2 separate regions of the Callithrix jacchus genome follow, and region 2 is linked to region 1. The links are chromatin contacts, called in public Hi-C maps. All regions are on one chromosome and are shown on one strand. The core of a region is the stretch at or near the end of the contact, and the rest is flanking DNA. Distances in the headings are between cores, read along the strand shown. Region 1 holds the start of ZNF839 (zinc finger protein 839). Region 2 holds the start of ANKRD9 (ankyrin repeat domain 9).

Evidence for each region. Hi-C and Micro-C count contacts between places; a contact is called where the count stands out from the background.
Region 2: a contact with region 1 is called in a Hi-C map of skeletal muscle, with 4 times the contacts expected there. The contact joins the promoter of ANKRD9 here to the promoter of ZNF839 in region 1. A contact is called at or near these places in 2 of 3 Hi-C or Micro-C datasets (both in skeletal muscle).

The regions. Positions count from the first base shown.
Region 1 is chr8:137,215,340-137,221,172 of calJac240_pri, reverse strand. It overlaps ZNF839 (zinc finger protein 839), which reads right to left and starts at 2,160. Exons shown (of 8, transcript XM_017977342.4): 1 at 1,838-2,160. The coding sequence starts at 2,134. It overlaps TRNAI-AAU (transfer RNA isoleucine (anticodon AAU)), which reads right to left and starts at 4,584; the gene lies at 4,511-4,584.
Region 2 is chr8:137,390,232-137,396,064 of calJac240_pri, reverse strand. ANKRD9 (ankyrin repeat domain 9) reads left to right here and starts at 3,539. Exons shown (of 4, transcript XM_009006582.5): 1 at 3,539-3,784; 2 at 4,759-4,833; 3 at 5,119-5,247; 4 at 5,365-5,833. The coding sequence starts at 5,418.

The DNA of each region.
Region 1 (5,833 bases), core at 911-3,410:
TTCAACAAAGCTGCTTCTGATCTCCTCAGCCAGAAACAATCTCCTTTTCTCTAAATACATTTAGTTCTTTATCACTATCTTTAGCTTTCTGGCCTTGCTTAGAAGGAATCTGGGTCGTGTTTTATCTCCTGTTAGTTCATCAACTACTGAAGGGCAAAGTACACATCCGGTTTTCTTTTGTGGCCTCCATGATGCATCTGGGGCGGAAAGAGTATTAGCAGAAGGTGCTGCAAAGTTACATTATTGCAAGTAGACTTTGTATCATCTCCATTAGACTAGCTACAGAGTACAATCTCATAGTGCTACCTAACCTTGATAAAGTTTGCCTTTATGAAAAATACGTCATTTTTGGACTTCATTCCAAATCCAAAAAGCTGTGGCCATATTCAGCAGAGCATGCTGAGGAGTACAGGGGCTCTGGAGAGCAGCCACACCTGAGGGACCCCGGACAAAGCCACTCAACCTCCCTGAGCTTATTTCCCACCAGCAAAATGCTGGTACAAAACACTGTGGAAAACTAAGCAGCGGGGCACACTGCCTGGGGCAGAGCAGAGGCTCTGCAGATGGCCACCCCGGATGGCGTCTTGCAGCCATCTGACCCAGACCAAAGACCAAAAAGGTTGAGTTACCCAAGGTCACACCTCTGGATAGTGATAGTGTGGCATTTGGGCGGGATCATACTTGTCTTCCCAAATCTTAGCGAGACAACTCTCCAGTCTTGATGATTAACTGGATACGACCCTAGGCAACTAACAGCCAAAAAAACTCACGAGTGAAGATCCCTGATTCTATTCACTAACCCATTTCTTCCAGTGGAATAAGTTAAGCTCTTTTTTTTTTTTTTTTTGAGATGGAGTCTCGCCCTGTAGCCCAGGCTGGAGGAGTGCAATGGTGCGATCTCGGCTCACTGCAACCTCTGCCTCCCGGGTTCAAACGATTCTCCCGCCTCAGCCTCCTAAGTAGCTGGGATTACAGGCGCCCACCACCACACCCAGCTAATGAAAGCTCTCTTTCGGCAATTTTGGGATGAGACTAATTTTGTTTACCACCCCAGCGCTGAAATGGGATGGAATTTCACAGATGACGTGTAGGACCTCTGGCTTCAGGCGCTACGCTACACCCTCCGGACTTGGGCGACCATATCTCCAGGAAATAAACCCACTGAGAAAGGCTGTTTTGTAGTATAAGAGTGCTTTCACATATTCCAAACATTACGTGTGCATGAGGTGCTGTGCTGGGTACTGAGGTTACAAATCAGTGACTGTCACTCAGGACGGTAAGTCCCGCAGCGAACTCGTATATTGTGTTTAACTTTCTGCCAAGCCTGGGCCTCGGCACCTTACACCTAAAAAGCCAAGTTGGTGCCTTTAATTCATTCAGGTTTCCGCTCCAGGGTCTGGCCCCACGGGACCACCCACTCCAAAGCAGCCCCATCACTCCCAGAACCTGCCTTCTGTTCATTCTTCAAGTGTGTTCAAGGCGTCACCTCGCGCACACAGTGGGGCGTGGCGGGAGCACCGTCTCTAAGTGCCCCGCCAAGGCCGCACGAGCGGCCAGAGGCCTGCAGGGAGAGCTAGGCGGCACGCAGGCGCCCCGCGGAGGCAGGGAAGGCACGAGGGCGTCCCAGGCACAGGGCGCAGCGTGAGCAACGGCTCCTCGACTGAGGCTCCTGGGGTGAAAATGCCAGGGTGGTGACAGGTGGGGGCCGAACGCCGTCCCTGGGGAACTCGGCCTGGGGACGCCCTGAGTCTTGACCCGGGCGAAGCAGCCAGCCCCGCCGCGGGGCCTCGGCCCCCTCCAGGCCTCAGTTTCCCTACGTCCCTTCCCGGCGCCTCACCTGGGGCGGCAGCAGGCGCGGCAGGCGCGGGGGCTCGGCGCCCGGGCCCCGCTGCAGGGCAGCCTGCTGGGCCGCGTCCCGCAGCCGCCGCGCCGCTTCCTGCAGCACGAATGGGGGCGGCGGCGGCGGCGGCGGCGGCTGCGCCTTCGTCACTCGCTCCAGGACCCGCCGCAGCTGCTCGGGGTCCAGCGGGGCCACACGTGCGACGCTGCCGTTCTGGCCCGGAGTGGCCGGGCCGCCGCCGCCGCCGCCGCCATCCTCGCTGCCGCCCCCAGCCTCCGGCTCCACATCCGCCATGGCGGCCGAGGCGGGGACTCGAACCCGGGTCTTTGAGCGACGGCGGCTCCAATGTGCGTCACTTGGGAAAGGGGCGGGCTACGGGTGCCTCGCAGGCCAAGACACCTCGGAAGGCGACCGTGCCTGGCGGGAAAGTCGTGGAGTGCCCCGCCCCCGCCGACAACCACCGCGGCTCCTATCAGCAGAGCGAACACCCGCTCTCCCTTATTTTCTTACTGCCTGTCATGGATGTATTTATTTATTATTTATTATTATTTTTTTTAATGAGACGGAGTTTCGCTCTTGTTACCCAGGCTGGAGTGCAATGGCGCGATCTCGGCTCACCGCAACCTCCGCCTCCTGGGTTCAGGCAATTCTCCTGCCTCAGCCTCCCGAGTAGCTGGGATCACAGGCACGCGCCACCATGCCCAGCTAATTTTCTGTATTTTTAGGAGAGACGGGGTTTCACCATGTTGACCAGGATGGTCTCGATCTCTTGACCTCGTGATCCACCCGCCTCGGCCTCCCAAAGTGCTGGGATTACAGGCACGCGCCACCATGCCCGGCTAATTTTTTGTATTTTCAGTAGAGACGGGGTTTCACCATGTTGACTCTAGGCCCTCTAACACAACGTCCTCACCTCTGGTGATCCACCCACCTCAGCCTCCCAAAGTGCTAGGATTCTAGGTGTGAACCACTGTGCGCAGCACAGTGGAAGCTCTGCTTTTTAGCAGATAAGAGATTTCAGGATTTTTTTTTTTTTAGACTGAATCTCACTCTCTCTCCCAGGCTGGAGTGCAGTGGCGCCATCTTGGCTCCCTGCAACCTCCACCGCCTGGGTTCATGTGATTCTCCTGCCTCAGACTCCCAGGTAGATAGGATTGCAGGCATCCGCCACCACACCCAGCTAATTTTTGTATTTTTAGTAGAGACAGGGTTTCACCATGTTGGTCAGGCTGGTCTTGAACTCCTGACCTCAGGTGATCCACCCGCCTCAGCCTCCCAAAGTGCTGGGATTACAGGTGTGAGCCACCGCACCTGGCCAGATTTCAGGAATTAAAATGCCTTCTACTCAAAATAATTTTCAGGCCAGGCGTGGTGGCTCGCGCCTGTAATCCAAGCACTTTGGAGGCCAAGACGGGCGGATCACCTGAGGTCGGGAGTTCAAGACCAGCCTGACCAACATGGTGAAACCCCGTCTTTAAATAATAATAATATTCATGCCACCGTGGCATATTCTAAACCCCTTCAAGCTCAGGAAACGTGAGGGCTGCAAACTCCACCGAGGCCTCCATGCTGTGACCCTGCATCTAACAACGTGCCTGCCAGTACTATTAAAAGATGTGACATTCATCTGTGTACAGGTGTCTATTTTAGGTGTCAGCCGCCCAGGCTCTCCTAAGTTTGCTTATAATAGCAGCAGCGCCATCGCCTGGCATTTATTGAGAACTTTTACTACACCCTGGGCACTTACCAAGGTCTGTAGATTTTTGAGCTCCTTCTTATTTAGGTCAGACAGAGCTAGTAGCTGTTTCCACTGTAGAATTTTCAAGAACAGGTGGAGCCCCTGATGGATCCTGACATTAATGGCATCGACCCTATACAACCGGCTTTTGTTCAGCTGAGCACAACTGACCACCCTAGAAACTTGAACCAGGAGAGGGAAATGCATCCACCTGCTCCGGCTGCAAAATGCAGAACCAAGAGGAAGAAATGAGAAGCCTAAGAGATTTCTGAAAAGAAAAGGGGGCGGTGGGGCGGGGAAGAGAAGGTTTCCAGAGGCTTTCACAACCTGAACGCCTCACTGAAAACGTGGCAGTCATCTGCTGGCTGTCACTGTCTGTCTCAGCGTTTTGCGCCCAGCCTAGAACGGTGCTGGGCCAGCAGTGGTAGCACTCCACACTCATCTGTGGAATGCATTCATTCCAGGCCGGGATTTTCAACTCTAGGGCCTCCCCGCCAGGGGGCCCAGGGAACACTAGGCCGAGACATCTGGGAGCACCTGTCTTCACTGGGCGGTTCCTCCAGGCCAGACGCAGCCTCAGGAAACGTGGGGGGTGGGAGCTGGTGATGTGCATCGGTTTGGATGTGCTGAGTGCCCCCCCAAAAATGACAAATGTTAAAGGCCTAACCAATGGCATTCTAAAACAGACCCTTCAGGTGGCATCGGGCGTGAGGTCTCTGCGTGAAGAGCCACGGCCCCAGCGCGCGTTGGGTTCCTCCCGCTGTCCCCAGCAGGCCGCCTTCGACCACCTCTGGGCCGAGTCCAAAAGATTCCGCCATTCGCTCCTGCCTGCACGCCAGTTACAGTACCAGAAAGGAGCATTTAAAAAAAAACAGTTGCAAAAGGAGTTCATGGGTGGAGGGGGGGGGGGAAAAAAAAAAAAAATTCCAGACTGGCCCGTACGGGGATCGAACCCGCGACCTTGGCGTTATTAGCACCACGCTCTAACCAACTGAGCTAACCGGCCGCCTGACGGGGCGGTGCCACTAGGATTCTTAGGAGGGCTCCACGCCCGCGCCCGCCGGCGACTCACCCCTTACCGAGCGCGCGCCGCCGGCTCCTTCCGCTTCGCCCCAGCGGTGACTTTCCACCTCCTCCCGGTCATCCCCATTGGCCGGATGCAGAAACTGAGACCTAGGGGGCCTCGAGAAGGGAGACGACCTCCAAACCGCACGTGGGAGGTTCAGCTCCGCTGTGAGAAGGTTTTCAAACATTCCAACTCCCTGCTGTTTTTATCTCCGAGAATCCTGCAGCCCGGAAACCTCGTGTATCAGAGCCTTTATTTTAGCATGGTTAAAACAATTAAATCAAGCTTGGAGAACACAAAAAACCGGACCAAGGACAAAAGAACCACCCGTTCCCTATCGCCCAATAAACAAGGGCCGCTGGGGTCCTGGCTTCCTTCCTGCCGATTTTTCCCCGCACTGTGCACGAGTATTTAATACATATGTACCTGGAATCCAAAGCCTTGTTTGAAGCAGTCTGCTTTTTCTCTTTCTTTTTGCATTTAATATTCCATCATACGCATATCCCTAAACAGTTGCAAATGTCATTTTAAATGATTCCTCGGTGTTTCCTTTCTTTTTCTTTTTTTTAAATAAAGAAAAGAGGTTTATTCGGCTCCTGGTTCTGCGGGCCGTACACCAGCATCCACTTCTGGGAGGATCTCAGGAAGCTTCCTGAGATCAACTTGAAGGGACCCCTGACGTCAATCCCATCAACTTGAAGGGACTCCAGACGGCGCTGGAGCACATCCTCGGCGGAAGTGGGCCTCAGTGTTTCATTGAGTGGACAAACCATAGCTTTCTCTCCTTTTTCTTGGGGGGAGGGGTATGAAAAAATGTTTTTATTTTGCTCTCGTTAACTGAGCACATAAATAAATCACATGGTACAAGGTAGAAGGGTTCATACAGCCACTGGGCGGGCAACAATGGTACCCACCCCTAAAAGGATAGGATCTTTATGCCAAAGGGGGGGGGGGAGAGAGAGAGAGAGAGAGAGAGAGATGCTAGGAAGACAAACCGTCCTGGTGTCTCCTAAAGGGCCTGAGCATGGTGTGCTACTGTGGTCTTCTCACTCCAGGAGCACCAGAACGGAGCACCGACTGTTTTTTTTTTTTTGACAAGAGTCTCGCTGTGTAACCCAGGCTGGAGTGCAATGGCGCAATCTTGGCTCACTGCAACCTCCCTCTCCTGGGTTCAAGCCATTCTCCTGCC
Region 2 (5,833 bases), core at 2,290-4,789, 170 kb before region 1:
AGACACTGCAGCATAGATGGCAGCTGCGACCCCGCAGGGGGTTTCCCGGGGATGGCTCTAAAAGTGACCACGGGAGAAAAAGGCAAGCGGCTGAGGTGAGGCAGCGCTGTGGGGCCCACGGCAGGGAGTGTTACAATGTCTGCTGCCACTTGCACTCACGGTGGGAAGGACCCACTTGGGCTGGCACTGAGACTGGCTGGGAGGGAGGGGATGGGCACACAGGGCTTCCCCTCCGCCGGGTGTTGCTCCTTCAGCTGGGTGCCGAGCTCCCAGCATCATTATGCTCTTCGTGTGTTCGCCTGAAACAATTCACTAACAAAACCGCTTCTCAAACCCTCTGCTCCACCCCCCGGGCCTCAGGGGAAAACCTCAGCTCCTTGGTGACGTTCAAGGCCCTGTGGGCCCTGCCCCTGTCACTTGGCCTCTGCAGCCTTTGTGTCACGCTCCAGTCCTTTGCTCCTGCTCTGCCCCCTGCCAGAAATGCCTGTTTCTGCCCATCTGGATTTTGTGGCTCTGTCTTCATCCACAGAAAGCTTCTACGCAGCTGAGAAACAGGGTCAGACTTGGCTTTTAGAAAAAGGCCTCTGGGGCAGGGGGATCACTTGAGGCCAATAGTTTGAGACCAGCCTTGCCAACATGGCCAAAACCCCGTCTCTACTAAAAATACAAAAACTGGCCAGGCGACGTGGCTCATGCCTGTAATCCCAGCTTCCTTTGGGAGGCCGAGGCAGGTGGATCACGAGGTCAGACGTTTAAGACCAGCCTGGCCAACACAGTGAAACCCCATCTCTACTAAAAACACACAAAAAAATTAGCTGGACATGGTGGTAGGTGCCTGTAATCCCAGCTACTCGGGAGGCTGAGGCAGGAGAACTGCTTGAACCTGGGAGGTAGAGGTTGCAGTAAGCTGAGATCTCGCCACCGCACTCCAGCCTGGGCAACAGTGTGAGACTCTGTCTCAAAAACAAACAAACAAAACCAACCAACCAAACAAAACTAAAAAAACCCCAAAAACTAGCCGGGCGCCATGGCAGGTGCCTACAGTCCCAGCTACTCAGGAGGCTGAGGCTGGAGGATCGCTTGAGCCCAGGTGTTCTGGGCTGTAGTGTGCTATGCTGATCAGGTGTCTGCGGTAAGTTTGGCATCAATATGGTGGCGTCCCGGGAGTGGGGGACCACCAGGTTGCCTAAGGAGGGGTGAACTGGCCCAGGTCAGAAAAGGAGCAGGTCAAAACTCCTGTGCTGGTCAGTAGTGGGATCTCGCCTGTGAATAGCCACGGCACTCCAGCCTGGGCAACATAGCGAGACCCCCATCTCTTAAAAAATTAAAAAAAAACAAACAAACCCCAAACTAGCTGGGCATGGTGGCGCATGCCTGTAATCCCAGCTACTTGGGAGGCTGAGGCATGAGAATAACTTGAACCTGGGAAGTAGACGCAGTGAGCTGAGATTGTGCCACTGTACTCCAGTCTGGGTGATGGAGTGAGACTCTGTCTTGAAAAAAAAAAAAGGCCTCTGGGATCCCTAGCAAGGAAGGCAGGTCAGGTTGAGGGGGCAAGGGAGACATCAAGGGGTGGAGAGACCCACCCTGAGGCCCAGGGTACAGCCTGGCATCCACTGATGCCCTTTTATCCTCATTCCAGCAGTAGCCATGGAGACAGCTGCACCTCAACTCCAGCCCTCAAAGAGCAGAATGGGGCAAGGGAGCAGGGGAGCCTTGAGCCACAGGTAGCCCACCTGAGCACCACCTCCCCAAGATTCCCCCAGGGTCTGGAGCTCCCAAAGGCTGGCTGTTGTCCCAAGGACCTCCACTCACTTTGCTTTCCCCACCATCATACTGGGGGCGTCCGGAACTGGCAGATGGGAGAAGCCCTAGGGAGACAGGCCTAGAGATGGGAGGAGACATGCGTGGAGCTAAGGCAAAGGCAGGTGCAAATGCCAGGCCCAGTGCCCTCTGTACCCCTACCCCTGCTGATGACCTGGTTGCTGTAAGCTTGGCAGTTTCCATGGACTCCCTGGGAGAGATGGCATGGCCTGCAAGTTCCCCTGCCCTGAGGTGGGGCAGGGCTGGTGGGGTCTGGGCATCTCCCGCTGGGTGCATGCAAAGCAGCCTGGGCAGGGTGCACGTGAGAGCCACCTGCGCCGGGGTGGACTGGCCCTCTCTGGGCCTCACAGCCTTGCCTGCCTCCTGGTACTACCCACCCAGGACTGCTTTGTGGCATGTGTGCCTAAGGGATTGCGCTTGTGCGGCTGGGGACAGCGGCCTGCCCAGGTCTGTTGAGAGGGCCCAGGTGACTTCCACGCAGACTGGCCCCACCAGCACCTGCCCTGACTGGCTGGTGCACAGAGGTAAGCCAGGACAGGGCTGGGCATGGGTGTAGGGACGTGTCCTCTGGGCCAGGCCCCTCCCACCGGGGGCGAGACAGAAGCCCTGCTTGGATGGAGCGGAGTGGGAGGGTCTCCCTGGTGAGACAGTACTGCAAGGACAGGGACAGCATTCTGCGGAAGGAGCCAGAAAGAGCCCCTGTATGGAGTGTGGGGAGTTCACCATGAGACCCCAGGGGCCTGGCCTCTGAGAATTTCTGTGGGGGATTCCAGGTGGAGGGTCGTGCCCCTCTCCAGATCTGTGTCCGCATCTGTAAAATAGGCCTAGAACTTCCAGCCGCTGAGGCAAGTGAGGCCATGAATCAGTAGAGATGGACCCAGGCTCCTAAGCCCCCTAGGTCATGACCCCAAACCTTGGACCCCCACGGAGAGGCTGGGGCGGCTGAGGCCAAACCCAACCCATCTCGCCCAAATGTGGGAAGAACCGCAGGGCAAACCCTGGCTTCTCTCCTGGCGGCTCCTCTCTTGGAGGCCACCTATCTGAGGCCTGCTTTGCTGGGGGCCGAACTGGGGATCATTGTGTCCACTGCGGCGGGTGGTCGTGAATCGAGGCGGAATCAAGAGTGTGGAGGCCGAGACGGGCGTCGCGCCCACTCCTAAGGAGCTGTCCTCGTCCGTCCGCCCCTCCCTACTGTGCGCGGGTCCGCCGGAGCGGGGGCGCGCCAGGAACCGAGCCGGGCAGAAGGCTGTGGAGCCCTTAGGGGTCACAGCTCCCCCGCTTCCCACGTGCAGATGGGGCAACAGCCCGGAGGATTTTCCCAAGGTCACAGAAGGTCAGAGAACAGGGGAGTTGGACGCGACGAGTAAAGTCACGCACGGCGGAAGGCGGGCCACCTACGCGCGCGCCCGGGCTGGCAGAGCAGCTACGCCCTCCCCGGACCGGGCTGCCCGGAGCGCGGAGCCTCTCTCCGCCCGCAGCTCGGGTTCCCGGAGCCCCGCCCCTCTCGCCACGGCCCCGCCCCTCCGCTCCGTTTGTCCCCGCCCGCGCTCCCTCAAGTTTCTCCGAAGTTTTCCGCGGGTCCAGCGGTGAGCCCCGCCCGCCAGCCGGTGACGTAACAATGGTGCAGCGCGGCGGCCAATGGGCGGTGGCGGGGGCCGGCGGCGCGGGCCAATGGCGGCGGCGGACGGTCCCGCGGTCCTGCCCGGCCGGGGCCGCACTGCGCCGCCCGCCGCCCGCCGCCCGCCGCCCGCCGCCCGCCCGCCGCCGGCGCCGGCACCGCCGCCCTGCGATCCAGCCGCGGCGGTTCACAGCGCGGCTGCGGCGGGCGCGGGCGGCGGCGGCTCCCTCCCGTGCGTCCGTCGTGGGACCTTCGCTCGCTCGCTCGCCGGCTGGGGACAGCACGCTCTCTGGCCCGCGGCGGGGGCGGGGACGCCCGGCCAGTGGCCCCGCGCCCCCCAAGGTGAGTCCCCGGCCCCAGCGCCGCACCCGCAGCCGCCGCCGCCTCCTCCCCCGGGACACACGCACGCAGGTGCAGCCCTATCTGCGCTGGCCACCTGCGCGCGGACGCCCCGCTCGCCCTTGCGACCCTCCGCCCCCCGAGGTCAGGCCGTGCGGGCCGGGAGGGGACGGGAAGGAGGTGGCGGGCGGCCTCGGGCGCGGCGCTGCCCTCGATGGCCCAGCCCCCTTATTCACGAGCCGCGGCCGTGTCTCTGCCCGCTGACGTGGGGAGGCCGAACTTTACGTAACCTGCCCGGCGCCCCACGCGTGCCCGCACAGGGCATACCTGGCGCGGAGGCCCAGGCTTGGGGAACGGACTCCAGTCACGGTGTTGCCCACGGGCCGCAGCCCACCCCCACCGGGCCGCTCTCCTTAACTCAGTTACTCCAGCGATAGTGACCCAGTGTGTGTGGATGCGGCCTGCCCTCTGTCCCAGGCTCCCTGTGACCAAGGGCTTACCCTTGAAAGAAGGCAGTAGGGAGCCTGGGCCAGAGCCAGAGGTCAGACGCCTAGGCTCAGGTCGGGGCTGGGGGCCCAGAGGGCAGGGGCAGGGCACAAGCTCGATTCCCTGTGGGTTGGGAGTCCCCACCAATTCTGGAATGAGCCCAAACTGAGACGCAGGAGACCTGAGTTCTAGGCCTGGCTCTGCCGTGGCTTGCTGACCTTGGAGAAGCTTGTGCCCTGCTGGAAAGTGGGATGGCAGTACCCACACTTCATCTAGTAGTTGGGGAGATCAAGAGAAGTATGAGACCTAGAGAGGATGGCTGATAGTGCAGTGTGGTGCACACCGGTCTTAAAGTTGTTTTCACTCTCCTGCCTCCTCTCAGGAGCTAGGGGTGCTAACGTGTAAGCAAACATGTTTGGACAGGGCTGGCGCTATGCCCCAGCCTCACCCTGTCCCGCACAGCCGTCATCCACCCCTCCCCTTTCTTACAGATGAAGCTGAGGCTTGGCCAAGGACAGTGATATACCCACATCCCCAGAACTAGGTGATTGCGGTGCAGGAACCAGGTAGGTCTGAATCTGGATCATGCTTGCCTCTGACCAGCCCAGGAAGAGGCTTCAGGGGCTTCCAAGTGGTCTGGGGTCAGAGGTCAGGGTCAGGGTGGCGCTTGGGCTGGAGAGTGGATTTGGCTCAGCTTGTGATGTGGGCCCAAGCTTTCCCATCCCTTTTCTTTCTTTCTTTGGGGTTGTGTGAACCTGGCTTAGGTGGGACGGAAGCCCTTCCAGTGGGTCCCTGGGTTGGAGAGGGCTGGGGAGATCTGAAGGCATGGGCAGCAAGGGCATCTCCAACAGAGGTGCCAGAGAGCAAGTCCGTTTCAAGAAGGGAGAACTGGTACAGCTAGATCAAGGATGGAGGCGGTGGTGGGCGTGGGAGAGACGGAGCTGTGTGGGATGAATGGAAAGGTCTGGCCAAAGCTGGAGGTAGGTACGAGGGCCTGGGGGGCTGGGACCAGAGGGGCTGTGTGAGGGGCAGAGGGGAGTCCCTGTACCTCCCCAGTTTCCCCGCGCCTCACCGTGGCCCCTTCCCCTTCCCCGCAGGTGTGCCTTTACGGGACCCATGCCTTGAGGCCCGGGAGCGCCCCGCTGCCGGCATGCCGTGGGACGCACGGAGGCCCGGGGGCGGCGCGGACGGCGGGCCTGAGGGCCCCGGCGCGGCGCGCTCACGGGCGCAGAAGCAGTGCCGCAAGTCGTCGTTCGCCTTCTACCAGGCGGTGCGCGACCTGCTGCCCGTGTGGCTGCTGGAGGACATGCGCGCCAGCGAGGCCTTCCACTGGGACGAGCGCGGGCGCGCCGCCGCCTACTCACCCTCCGAGGCCCTGCTCTACGCGCTCGTGCACGACCACCAGGCGTACGCGCATTACCTGCTGGCCACTTTCCCACGGCGCGCGCTCGCACCGCCCAGCGCGGGCTTCCGCTGCTGCGCGGCTCCCGGGCCGCACGTGGCGCTGGCGGTGCGCTACAACCGCGTGGGCATTCTGCGCCGCATCCTGTGCACCTTGCGCGACTT